Regions from separate parts of the Sus scrofa genome. Here all the other regions are linked to region 2. A link is a contact called in public Hi-C and HiChIP or PLAC-seq data. All regions are on one chromosome and are shown on one strand. The core of a region is the stretch at or near the end of the contact, and the rest is flanking DNA. Distances in the headings are between cores, read along the strand shown. Region 1 holds the start of SIMC1 (SUMO-interacting motif-containing protein 1). Region 2 holds the start of FAF2 (FAS-associated factor 2). Region 3 overlaps LOC102158524 (a long non-coding RNA gene).

Region 1 (3,534 bases), core at 544-3,043, 160 kb before region 2:
GTACATGAAGGTCATGAAAACACCATGATTTAAAGGAGTGAGTTCCAGCCATAAAAAAGAACAAACTAATGCCATTTGCAGCAACATGGATGGAACTAGAGACTCTCATACTAAGTAAGTCAGAGAAAGACAAATACCATATGATTATCACGTACATCTGGAATCTAATATAAGGCACAAATGAACTTTTCCACAGAAAAGAAAATCATGGACTTGGAGAAAAGACTTGTGGTTGCCAAGTCTGCCAAATTCCTGACAAGGGGAGGAGGGAGCGGGATGGACTGGGAATTTGGGGTTAATAGATGCAAACTACTGCCTTTGGAATGGATAAGCAATGAGATCCTGCTGTATAGCCTGGAAACTATATCTAGTCACTTATGATGGAGCATGATAATGTGAGAAAGAAGAATGTATATATGTATGTGTGACTGGGTCACCTTGCTGTACAGTAGAAAATTGACAGAATACTGTAAACCATCTATAATGGGAAAAAAATCATTAAAAATAAATAAATAAATAAATAAAGGAGTTAGAGCAGCAAGTGTCAGCTGAGACTGAAAAGAAGTAGTAACAGAGGTAAAGAGTACCAGAAGCCTAGATAAGTTAAATAAGCTAAATGTTTAATCGCATTTGGTGAAGACAATGAATCTCTTCACCACAAAGATGGTTTCACACCATCAGAACATCCGAAACCAGTGGGCCACAGACCAGTGGTTTTCATTGCGTGGTCCTCAGAACAGCAGCATCCACATCACCTGGGCACTTGTTAGCAATGAAAACTGGGCAGCCTCACCTCATACCAACTGAGTCAGAATCCTGGGGTTGGGCGTGGCAATCTGTGTTTTAACAAGCCTCTGGGTGATTCTGATGCTTACTAAAGTCTGAGAATTGCTGCTCTAGGCAGTGCTAAAAGAGCACCTGATAACAATTGCTTAAGAAACCAATCCCCTTTGCATAAACACGTTTTCCTTTGGATCTCTTAATACGTTTCACCAAATTGCTAGAGCCTGAGCAGCAACATTCTGTGTCCACCCCACGTTTATTGTAACACAGATCCCATCTGGTCCTCTGACTACCTACCACTTCTCCCTCCACTGGGTATATCTTTTTTGCTCACTCCTAACATGTAATTATTTATGATGTTTGCTCCTTCATCGCTTCTCTCTGTGCATTTTTTCAATTTCTGATCCTGCTACCAACTGAACAAATCTCTAAATCTCACGGTTTAAATTTGTGAGCGACATAGATTGTTGGTGAAACCGCACTGGTACAACTTGGGGGAGTCATTTGGCATCATTTATTGAAACAACAGAAACATCGCCTTTGACCCAGTAATTAGACTTCCAAGAATTGATTCTACAGAGGTACCTGCACATGTGTACAAAGAAGTGAAGCCTCTCTCCCCACACTCGGCCAGAGGCCAGCTCAACCACTCTCAGTCGGTGGCAAGGCCACCCTTTACGCCGCCAGTCCGAGGCCAGGTCCTACCCGGAGGGCCTCTCTCCCGGGGTCTCAGTTCACACCTCACTTCCCACTTCAGTCAGCAGCTGGGGAAGTTCTCACAGCCTCACCGTTCCGCGCGACCGCCCCCAACACCGGGCCAAGCCGGCTGCGACTTGATTTTCTCTCTCTCTCTCCCTCTTTTTTTCTCCTGAGTAACGAAGGACGAGGGCCACCGCCAAGCCCCGTGACCGCGGCTCCGACCGAGCGGAAGGCTACCCGCAGCCAGGGGGAGGGGCTCCGACGGGGCGGGGCCTGGCCGACGGGGCGGGGCTCGGGGCGGGAAGGGGCGGGGCGCAGGGTGATGGCCCAGGTTGTCGCCGCCGCCGCCGCTGCCGCCGCCTCAGCCACAGGAACTGAAGTCGCCGCCGCTCCCTTAGCTGCCGCCTCCTGGGTCGCCGGCCGCCCGCGCGCTGGCTCGGCCGGGACCCGCAGCCATGGAGGACTTCATCGTGATCTCGGACGACAGCGGCTCCGAGAGCTCCGGGGGGAATCGCTCCGGCCGGGCACGGAGGCTCCGCCGGGCCCTGTCCCGGACCCCTGGCACGCTGCCCCGCCGTACCGTGGTGAGTGAGCGAGCCGCCTCTCGCCCAGCCCCGCCTGGGCTGGAGCGCCGCCCCTACTAGGGATACCCGCGGCCCGGCCTGCCGCCTCGGGCTGCCCCGCGGCCCGCCCCTGGGCGCCTCACAGCTGCAGCCGCTTCCCGCCTTGCCGCCTTCCCGGCGTGTCCCGCCCCGAGGAGCGCGTCGGGCCCGGGCCGGGGTAGCCAGGCCTCCCGCGCTCCGGGCTCAAGCCCGAGCAGGCTGAGGCTGGAGAGTGGGGGCCGAGCACATGGAAGAGGTCCTGGCGCGCCTGGTGGTGGGGGTGCTGGAGCCCACAGCGGGCGGAGGCCGGGCCGCAGGCTTCCCCGATCTTTGGCAGGACCGGTGGCTGGGGGTCCGTGGGGACGCGAGGTCCTGAACCTCGAGGCGGGGACGCGGGAGCGTGTAATTGTTTGGCTTGTGGTGGGTACAGATGTATGCAGGGGAGGTAACAGGAGCCCAGGCTCGGAGGGAGGGAAGCCAGGGCCTGGGCCAGATGGTGGCTGCGCTCCAGGGCCTGGCAGCGGAGTGAGGGGCCCGATTTTGGAGTTGTGCGGGGGGCGGGGGGGTGATTTATTTCGCTGAGCAAACATTCACCAAGCTCTAAAGGGAGGGAAACATCTCTCACGATTTCTTTTTCCTTCAGGCTCCTTAGTCTTTGTCCTTCCTGAGGTGGTGAATAAAACATCTATGTCCCTGCCTTTCTAGAATCCTCCACAGATATTTATTGAACCCCTACTTTGAGCCAGATGCCCTAGGAGCTCGGAATATGATGGAGAACACAGCATCCGTGGCTCCTGTCATAGAAGGTGATAATCAACAAGTGGCTATTGAGTACTCAAGGGATGGGAGACGGCGTTCTCTCAGGAGACTCAGCATCAGACTTCCAACAATCTTCCCAGCCGCCCAAAGCCACACCCCAGAAATAACAGAATTGTCACGCTGACGTCATTTGTAAAGGCCTTCCTTCATATGCAAATACACCGTCCATACTAATCTAGTTTCTGCTTCTCCAGTCCCCTTCCCACAGAGAGCCACTTCTGTGTCCCAGGTGTAGTTAGTGCTAAATCTAGGAGGTCACTGTAGAATGAATGGCATGCAGAACTAATTAACTTTCGGTGCTATGTTGCCATGGTTCAACCAAGAGGGATTCTCAATAAATTTGAATAAAGAATTTAGGTGAGATGGACAGACGAGAGATTTTCAAGGTAAAAGTGACCCAACATGGGAAGTGAAGGGATGTACCTACTGCTGTGACAGTATGGGGTACATACTAGATCCACACAAAAAAATTTGTTGGAAGAAAGAATGTTTGAAGGAATTTGAATGGGGGGGCATGGGGAGAGAGCAGTTCAGACAGATGTTTGATGGGTGAGCAAATACAATGGGTGTAGACTTGGGGTGGTGGGAATGCCAAGTTCAAGAGGACTTGAACTCTGGAGGAAAGTCATAA
Region 2 (3,614 bases), core at 923-3,422:
AAAAAGCTTAGGTTTCTTCCCAGTCCAGCTTCTCTCATGACAAAAGGAAGCCATGAGGATTCTGCATAGGTCAGAAGGGCAGACAGGCAGCTCATGGGCCGAAATGTGGCTTGCAGTTATGGTTGACATAGTAATTTTCTTAAGAACTGAATTTGTTATTACTGTTTCAAAATGGGGAGAATCCATATGCAGATCCAAATTTGTTAGATGCTGTTAAAAAATGGGAAGTTGTGGCAACACTGGTCTTACATGGAGGCCAACAGCTATACCTAAAAAGCAGAAACCACTTTTGAACAGGGAACAGACTCTTCAGGGTGACATATATCAGTGCATTTCTACGGTAAAGCGTTTTTTAAGATATTTATTGTAACCATATCTTTATTCAAAAAAGAAAAGGGAAATGTAGACTCAGAAGGTGTATGAGTCTTTGAGGAAGTGAAGAACATTCAATGGTGTTTTATTAAATAGAACTACAAAGTTTGTCTGTTGAGAGAATACATCTTCAATCAGAATTATGCAACAAATCCAGAGGGCGTCTGACTTTGCAGTCCCTCATGTAGTTTGACAGGATCCAACATTCTTAGTGAGGCTGAACAGTACTCCTTTGAGCTTTGAGCTGACGTAAAAAAATCCCTAAAGTGCCTGCTACTTGTTTCCAATTTTACTTTAAGGGTCTAAGAAAAATTCCAGGACATTATTACGATGTTTGCGTAGACCTGGTAAGACGTGATTCAGGCCTGAAAGGAAGAACTAGCCAAATTTTAAGTCCTTCCATCCCTTAATGTACTCCTCATGGAACATCAAAGCACTTCTGGTTCTGTCTTACCTGATTCAACACTATGAAGTTGGTGGGGTCAGATTCCACAGATGCAGAGCACAACCCAGCCCAAGAGGCTGAGTGCCTGGCTAGGAGTTAGACAGGTAGTCAGTGGAAAAGTGGTCACCAGACCGTGACCCCTCTGCCCCCCAAGGCCTTTTGGATGGTGAACAGAGAAGGCAAATGGTAGGAGAAAAGAAATGGCAATGAAAATGGGAGCTCTAAAGAGGGCTGGCAGGTTAGAAGTGGCAAGGAAATTGCAGAAGGCAGCAGACATCGAGGGGTGGGGATAGGGCAGTGAAAAGGGTGAGCCACTGCTTCTAAAATGAAGGAGCTGAGGCAGCATATCTGGGGCTGTTGCTGAACCTCATTCCACCAACAGCAAAACGGAGACTGGAAAGGAGGTGGTTTGCCCAGGGACGTCCAACACTCTGCCAAGTGGACACCAGAACCTAGTCTCCTGATCCCATTCTGGGACTTTTTTTTTTTTTTTGCTTTTCAGGGTAGCACCAGCAGCATATCATAAGGAGGTTCTCAGGCTAGGGGTCCAATCGGAGTTACAGCTTCCTACACCACAGCCACAGCAACGCCAGATCCCAAAACGCAGCTCACGGCAACGCAGGACTTCACCCACTGAGCGAGGCCAGGGATCGAACCTGCAACCTCATGGTTCCTAGTCGGATTCATTTCCGCTGAGCCACGATGGGAACTCCAGCTCTTGGACTTTCCCTTCTGTCGGTCACAGGGAAGATGGGCCAGTGGGCAAAGGGACCCGAGAAGGCCTGAGGTACGCAGATGCAGAGGGCAGGAGGTGTGGACTCAAAGCTCTAAGGCTGGCAGCGCCACTAACCATCAAAGACCCGTGTGGCTGAGCCCAAAACAATTTTCACACCTCCCACAGCCTCCGGTTCGAAGGCTGCGTGGGAAATGCCTTCCACCCCCACCATTGTATTCGGGGACTTTTGGAACCTCCCTATAGTTTGTCAGGGGCTTCTGGAAACATGACGGCAGGAATCAAGTATCAAACAGCCGATATTTGCGAACTGCCACAATTTCCTAAGAAACATTGCGGGGCGTGGGGGCAACCGAAAGCTGCCGAGTGGCTTTCGGGACCTCTCGGCTCTCTGCAAGCTATTCCAGAGTCCAAGTCTCTGTTAGGTCTGTTCCTAAGAGCGATTTGTACAGTCTCTCGACAATTTCCGGAACCGTTCGAGATCATCCCGAGAATGGCGCCCTCTGGCGGCAGGAATTGCCAGCATTCTCCGCACCCCCCACCCCGTGGCGGGGCGGGGGTGTGTGCCGGCACGCGCAGACGCAGTTGCGTGCTGGAGGCCGTTCAGACCGGATGTGGTTGCTGCTGAGGTCACTTCCGGCGGGTGACGGTGCGGACGGGTCAGAAGCGTAGAGGCGGCGGCAAAATGGCGGCGCCTGAGGAGCGGGATCTAACCCAGGAGCAGACCGAGAAGCTGCTGCAGTTTCAGGTAGCAGCGAGTACTCGGTACAGCGAATGTCGCCGCGTGCTAGAGAGTGGGTCCCTAGAGGAGCCCAGAACCCTGTTCAGATTGGGCCCGAGATTCTTCTCAGACCAGCAGGCGGCCCCCTCCCCCCCAGACGCCAACTGCCCTGCTGCCCCCGGCCCCCGAGCCTCTTGTCGGTCCCCGGCCTTTCGGGAATGGTTGCAGCCACGCCCGCTTTCCTCATTCTCTTCTCAGAGGGTCAGCTTCCCAGGTTCCCCTTAGCTGAATCCGTCCTTAGCCAGCCTTTTCATCCCGGTTACCGGTCGGACCCTGTTGGCCCAACGACTCTGACGGTACTGAGATGCTTAATCCCCACTGCGGAGTTGGCCTCGCTTCGGGTCTCTGGAAAGCCTCCTACCAGCCTCACATGCCATTTCCACAAACATGTACTCAGGGCCTCTTGGGTGCCAGGTCCTGTGTTGGGAGATCTCCTTAGGGGTGGGGGCAGGCCTGCCCCCCGCCCTAAAGGTGTGGGAGGACACCTCCTAAGGAAATAATGCAGCATTATAAATGTCATCAGTGGCCTCCGAAGGGTTTGTTACCCCTGGCTTATTCCGGGACTCAGTGCTTGACTCTGCTTGAGGAGGGTGGTAAAAGGAATCTGCCTCCCTTTAGTGGATCTTTGGGTTAAGAACTTTTGGCACTGAGCACCTCATCTCTGAGCTGGAGAATCTCGTTGGAGGAGACCTAGGTAACCTTGGCTCTTTATCACCCCGATGGATACTAGTTTCCTTATTTCTAAAATATATATCTTAAAAATGTTTACCCCCTAAGGAAGTTGTGGAGATGCAGTGAGTTTATGGATGTCTGAAGGGCTTTGTACACTGTAACCTGCTCTCAAACAGTATTGCTAATGTTAATCATTATTTAGCTTGGGGTAGAATTAAAGTTAGTGGTACACTTATTTCCTAACACAAAATGTGCTAAATATATTTATTCATTCCACAGTATTTACCAAGACCCTTCCTTCCCAGGCAATAACAATAGGTGGTTAGAATCCCATTTATTTTAAGTACTTTGCTAAAACTTAGCATACATTATAGCACTTAGTCCTACAGTTCTGTGAGATTCACACTGTTAGAATCCCTGTTTTACAAGTGAGGATATGAGGCTTAAGAAGTCACATGCTTAGGTTACACAGCTATTAAGTGGTGGCCTCAGATTTAAAACCAAGTCCATCTTTCTAAGACCTTTCCTGAGCTCTTGAGTGCTCTACAACCTGTGTTAAGTATCATTGTACAACTGAGAGTGAAATGCAGATGCTGTAATATTGTCCTTTC
Region 3 (3,639 bases), core at 189-2,688, 180 kb before region 2:
TATTGTATTAGTTTTTGGTATAGAACAAAGTGATTCAGTTATCTCGGTATATATATTATTTTTTCATATTCTTTTCCATTATGGTTTATTACAAGACATTGAATGTAGTTCCTTGGGTTATACAGTAGTACCTTGTTGTTTATTTTATATATAGTAGTTTGTAGCTGCTAATCTCAAACTCCTAATTTATCACCTTACCCAGCTTTCCCTTTTGGTGATCATAAGTTTATTTTCCATGTCTGTGAGTCACTTTCTGTTCTGTAAATAAGTTCATTTGTATCATATTTTAGATTCCACAAATAAGTGATAGATATAATATTTATCTGTCTCTCTGGCATACTTTACTTAGAATGGTAATCTCTAGGTCCATCCATGCTGCTGCAAATGGCATTATTTCCTTCTTTTTATGGCTGAGTAATATTCCGTTGCATATATACACCACAGCTTCATTATCCATCCATCTATTGATGAACATTTAGGTCACTTCCATGTCTTGGCTATTGTAAATAGTGCTATGAATACTAGGGTACATGTATCTTTTCAAATCAGAGCTTTCTCCAGATACATGCCCAGGAATGGGACTTCTGGGTCATATGGTAACTCTGTTTTTCATTTTTTATGGAAGTTCCATACTGTCCTCCATAGTGGTTGTACCAATTTACATTCCCATCAACAGTACAAGGAAATAACCCTCTTTCTTAGCTGTTCCCAGGGGCTGGAGAATAAGCTGTCTAGGACTGTGTGCCAAAGGAAAAAAGGTAGTGGAACATGACCTTGATAGTCAGCTGAGGCTGCCACAAACTGGCAGCCTCTTCACTGGTGTGGGTATTAATAATTTTCCTATTGCTACTGTTACCCTTAGTTAAAAGTAATGAACCTCCTCTTGTTTCAGTGATAAGTGGCAATGTTTGCTACTTTTACTTTTCACATATCCAGAGGAGAAAGTAAAAGAATCCATAGGAGTTCCCATCATGGTTCAGCAATAATGAACCCAACTAGTACCCATGAGGACGCAGGTTCAATTCCTAGTCTCGCTTGGTGGGTTGAGAATCTGGCATTGCCATGAGCTGCGGTGTAGGGTCTCAGACACACCTCGGATCTGGCATTGCTGTGGCTGTAAGCTGACAGCTGTGGGTCTGATTGGACCCCTAGCCTTGGGAAATTCGGCCTTAAACACATACACACACAAAATATCCATAATGACGGGGAGGGGCTGTCACTAGGTCAAATAATGCCTGGAACAAACCTTTTCCATTTTATCACAATGCCAAGGGGATGTTCACAGAAGTGGAGCCACAAGCAGCCATTAAATGACAGATGCTTGCAAATTCATCCAAGTTTACTCTCGCTGACCTTTCACTGAAACCTTAAGTGTCCCCCAGGCATCTGAACAGCAATATCCTGCCAGCACAAAGTGGCAGCAAGCTGGTTTGCAACATCCTTCAGGGAAAGTGGGAGCTGGCTATTCCCAGGAAGGTGCAAGTTAGTCCTCTGAGAATGAACACATGGCTCCATCCCTCCCTAACCTTGGCCAAGAGTCAACTTCTCAGAGCCATGTCAATCTGTAAAATGAGAAGCAACACTTGCAGAGACAGACTAGCCTGCTACAATAGAAGGCATATAGGCTTTTAGACAAATCTGGATCTGAGTACTGTCATTGAGTAACCTTGAGTTACTTAATTTCCCTGAAGCCCTAAAACAATGGTAACCCAGTCTGAGAGAGATCTGTGGTGACAACTGAGTAGCAGCTTCTATAAAATGCTTGTTACAGCACCAGGCACAGAAGGCACACCTAATAAATGAAAATAGTCTATTAACCGTTACTGGCTTTTTGCTTACATTTGGCCTACAATATTGCTAACAACTCTATTGAATACTGTGCATGATTTATCATGTCATACTTGCTTTGTCTATGCCCCCAAAGATTTCTATGATGATAAAACAAACTAATATATATTTTATATGCACATATGAGTACAGAAAAAGCTATGAAAAGATATGCACCAAAATGTAATGGTTATCACATAGAGCTGTGATTATGGATGATTTTGTTTGTTTGTTTTACCTGCCTTCTCAAGAATTTCTAGAAGCTTCTCTTATGAATGTTTTGGTTTTGTCTTCTTTTTTTTTTTTTTCTTTTTTTTTTTTTTTTGTCTTTTGTCTTTTGTTGTTGTTGTTGTTGTTGTTGTTGCTATTTCTTGGGCCGCTCCCGCGGCATATGGAGGTTCCCAGGCCAGGGGTCGAATTGGAGCTGTAGCCACCGGCCTACACCAGAGCCACAGCAATGTGGGATCCGAGCCGCGTCTGCAACCTACACCACAGCTCACGGCAACGCTGGATCGTTAACCCACTGAGCAAGGGCAGGGACCGAACCCGCAACCTCATGGTTCCTAGTCGGATTCGTTAACCACTGCGCCACGACGGGAACTCCCTTAAAAGGTATTTTAAAAAAGAAGACAAAACCAGGAGTTCCCGTCGTGGCGCAGTGGTTAACGAATCCGACTAGGAACCATGAGGTTGCGGGTTCAGTCCCTGCCCTTGCTCAGTGGGTTAACGATCCAGCGTTGCCGTGAGCTGTGGTGTAGGTTGCAGACGCGGCTCGGATCCCACATTGCTGTGGCTCTGGTGTAGGCCGGTGGCTACAGCTCCAATTCGACCCCTGGCCTGGGAACCTCCATATGCCGCGGGAGCGGCCCAAGAAATAGCAACAACAACAACAACAAAAGACAAAAGACAAAAAAGACAAAAAAAAAAAAAATGCAAAACCATAAAATCTCCCTGTAATAACAATTTTAGAACTCCTAGACTTGGATCCACTTTCATTAAATGCTGAATTCTCAAAATTATATATATGTATGTATATATGCATATATATTTACATACTATATTTTTAGATTTTTGTATATTAAATTTTTCATTTTAAAATTAAAATTAGATATTAAAAACTCCATATTTATCCCTACCCACACCACTGAATTTTGATATAGCCAAGCTGTAGCAAGCCTAACAAAGTCACTCCTAAGGAAAGGTTATAGACACTAACAAAACCCCTCTCTCTCCAAGCCCTGAGATAGAATTTCAAGAGGTCCTCAACCAAAGCCTAGTTGATTGGCCTGCAACAGCTAGCCAATCAGCCCACAATAACTCTATACCATCATTCTCAAAAGAGGGGCCTCCTTCACGCTGGGGAAATAGGAAGTCCACAATTTTCTGCTGCTTGAAAAGACACTCAGGCAGTCCATTTGCAAATACTTAAGATGCCCACCAACTTCAAGAGAAGAGACCAGACTAATTACACAAAGGAAGGCCTCTCTCTGCCAGGCCCTTCTCCCTATGCCAAGTCTTCCTACCCAGCATAATTAGGATATCCAAACAATTTCACAGTTTCTGCTTTCTGACTGCTGTCGTGTTTGCCATCTTGATTGGCAAAGGCAAATGCCAGCAGAGGCTTTTGAGATGGCAATCCACCATAAAGTCACGGAATCATCTACACATTCCCCAGATTGCCTTTTTTGGAAATCAACAGAGAGAAACCAATGATGTTAATAATAAAAGTATACATTCATGAAGTATTTGCCTATATTAACTTATTTTCTGCTTAATAACTCAATGCTCACTACCCCATTTTACAGAGAACAC

Evidence for each region. Hi-C and Micro-C count contacts between places; a contact is called where the count stands out from the background. HiChIP or PLAC-seq counts read pairs in DNA pulled down with a chosen protein or histone mark.
Region 1: a contact with region 2 is called in an H3K27ac HiChIP or PLAC-seq map of alveolar macrophages. The contact joins the promoter of SIMC1 here to the promoter of FAF2 in region 2. A contact is called at or near these places in 1 of 5 promoter capture datasets (liver), 7 of 47 Hi-C or Micro-C datasets (fetal heart ventricle, fetal liver, heart right ventricle and 4 more) and 2 of 2 datasets of contacts at active chromatin or transcription factors (alveolar macrophages and skeletal muscle).
Region 3: a contact with region 2 is called in a Hi-C map of skeletal muscle, with 4 times the contacts expected there. The contact joins the enhancer-like site here to the promoter of FAF2 in region 2. A contact is called at or near these places in 1 of 5 promoter capture datasets (liver), 5 of 47 Hi-C or Micro-C datasets (embryonic fibroblasts, mesenteric adipose tissue, skeletal muscle and 1 more) and 2 of 2 datasets of contacts at active chromatin or transcription factors (alveolar macrophages and skeletal muscle).

Annotation. Positions count from the first base shown.
Region 1 is chr2:81,611,961-81,615,494 of Sscrofa11.1, reverse strand. It overlaps SIMC1 (SUMO-interacting motif-containing protein 1), which reads left to right and starts at 1,793. Exons shown (of 10, transcript XM_005661476.3): 1 at 1,793-2,066. The coding sequence starts at 1,938.
Region 2 is chr2:81,452,830-81,456,443 of Sscrofa11.1, reverse strand. It overlaps FAF2 (FAS-associated factor 2), which reads left to right and starts at 2,172. Exons shown (of 11, transcript XM_003123660.4): 1 at 2,172-2,298. The coding sequence starts at 2,236.
Region 3 is chr2:81,633,935-81,637,573 of Sscrofa11.1, reverse strand. The region is part of intron 2 of LOC102158524 (a long non-coding RNA gene); the gene reads right to left. Among named protein-coding and RNA genes, the nearest start is that of SIMC1, 22 kb to the right of the region's middle. Within about 2 kb of position 1,438, at least 2 of the 83 cell types and tissues checked have an H3K27ac peak or open chromatin away from gene starts, as enhancers often do. A contact at or near this core is called in skeletal muscle, where this site is marked.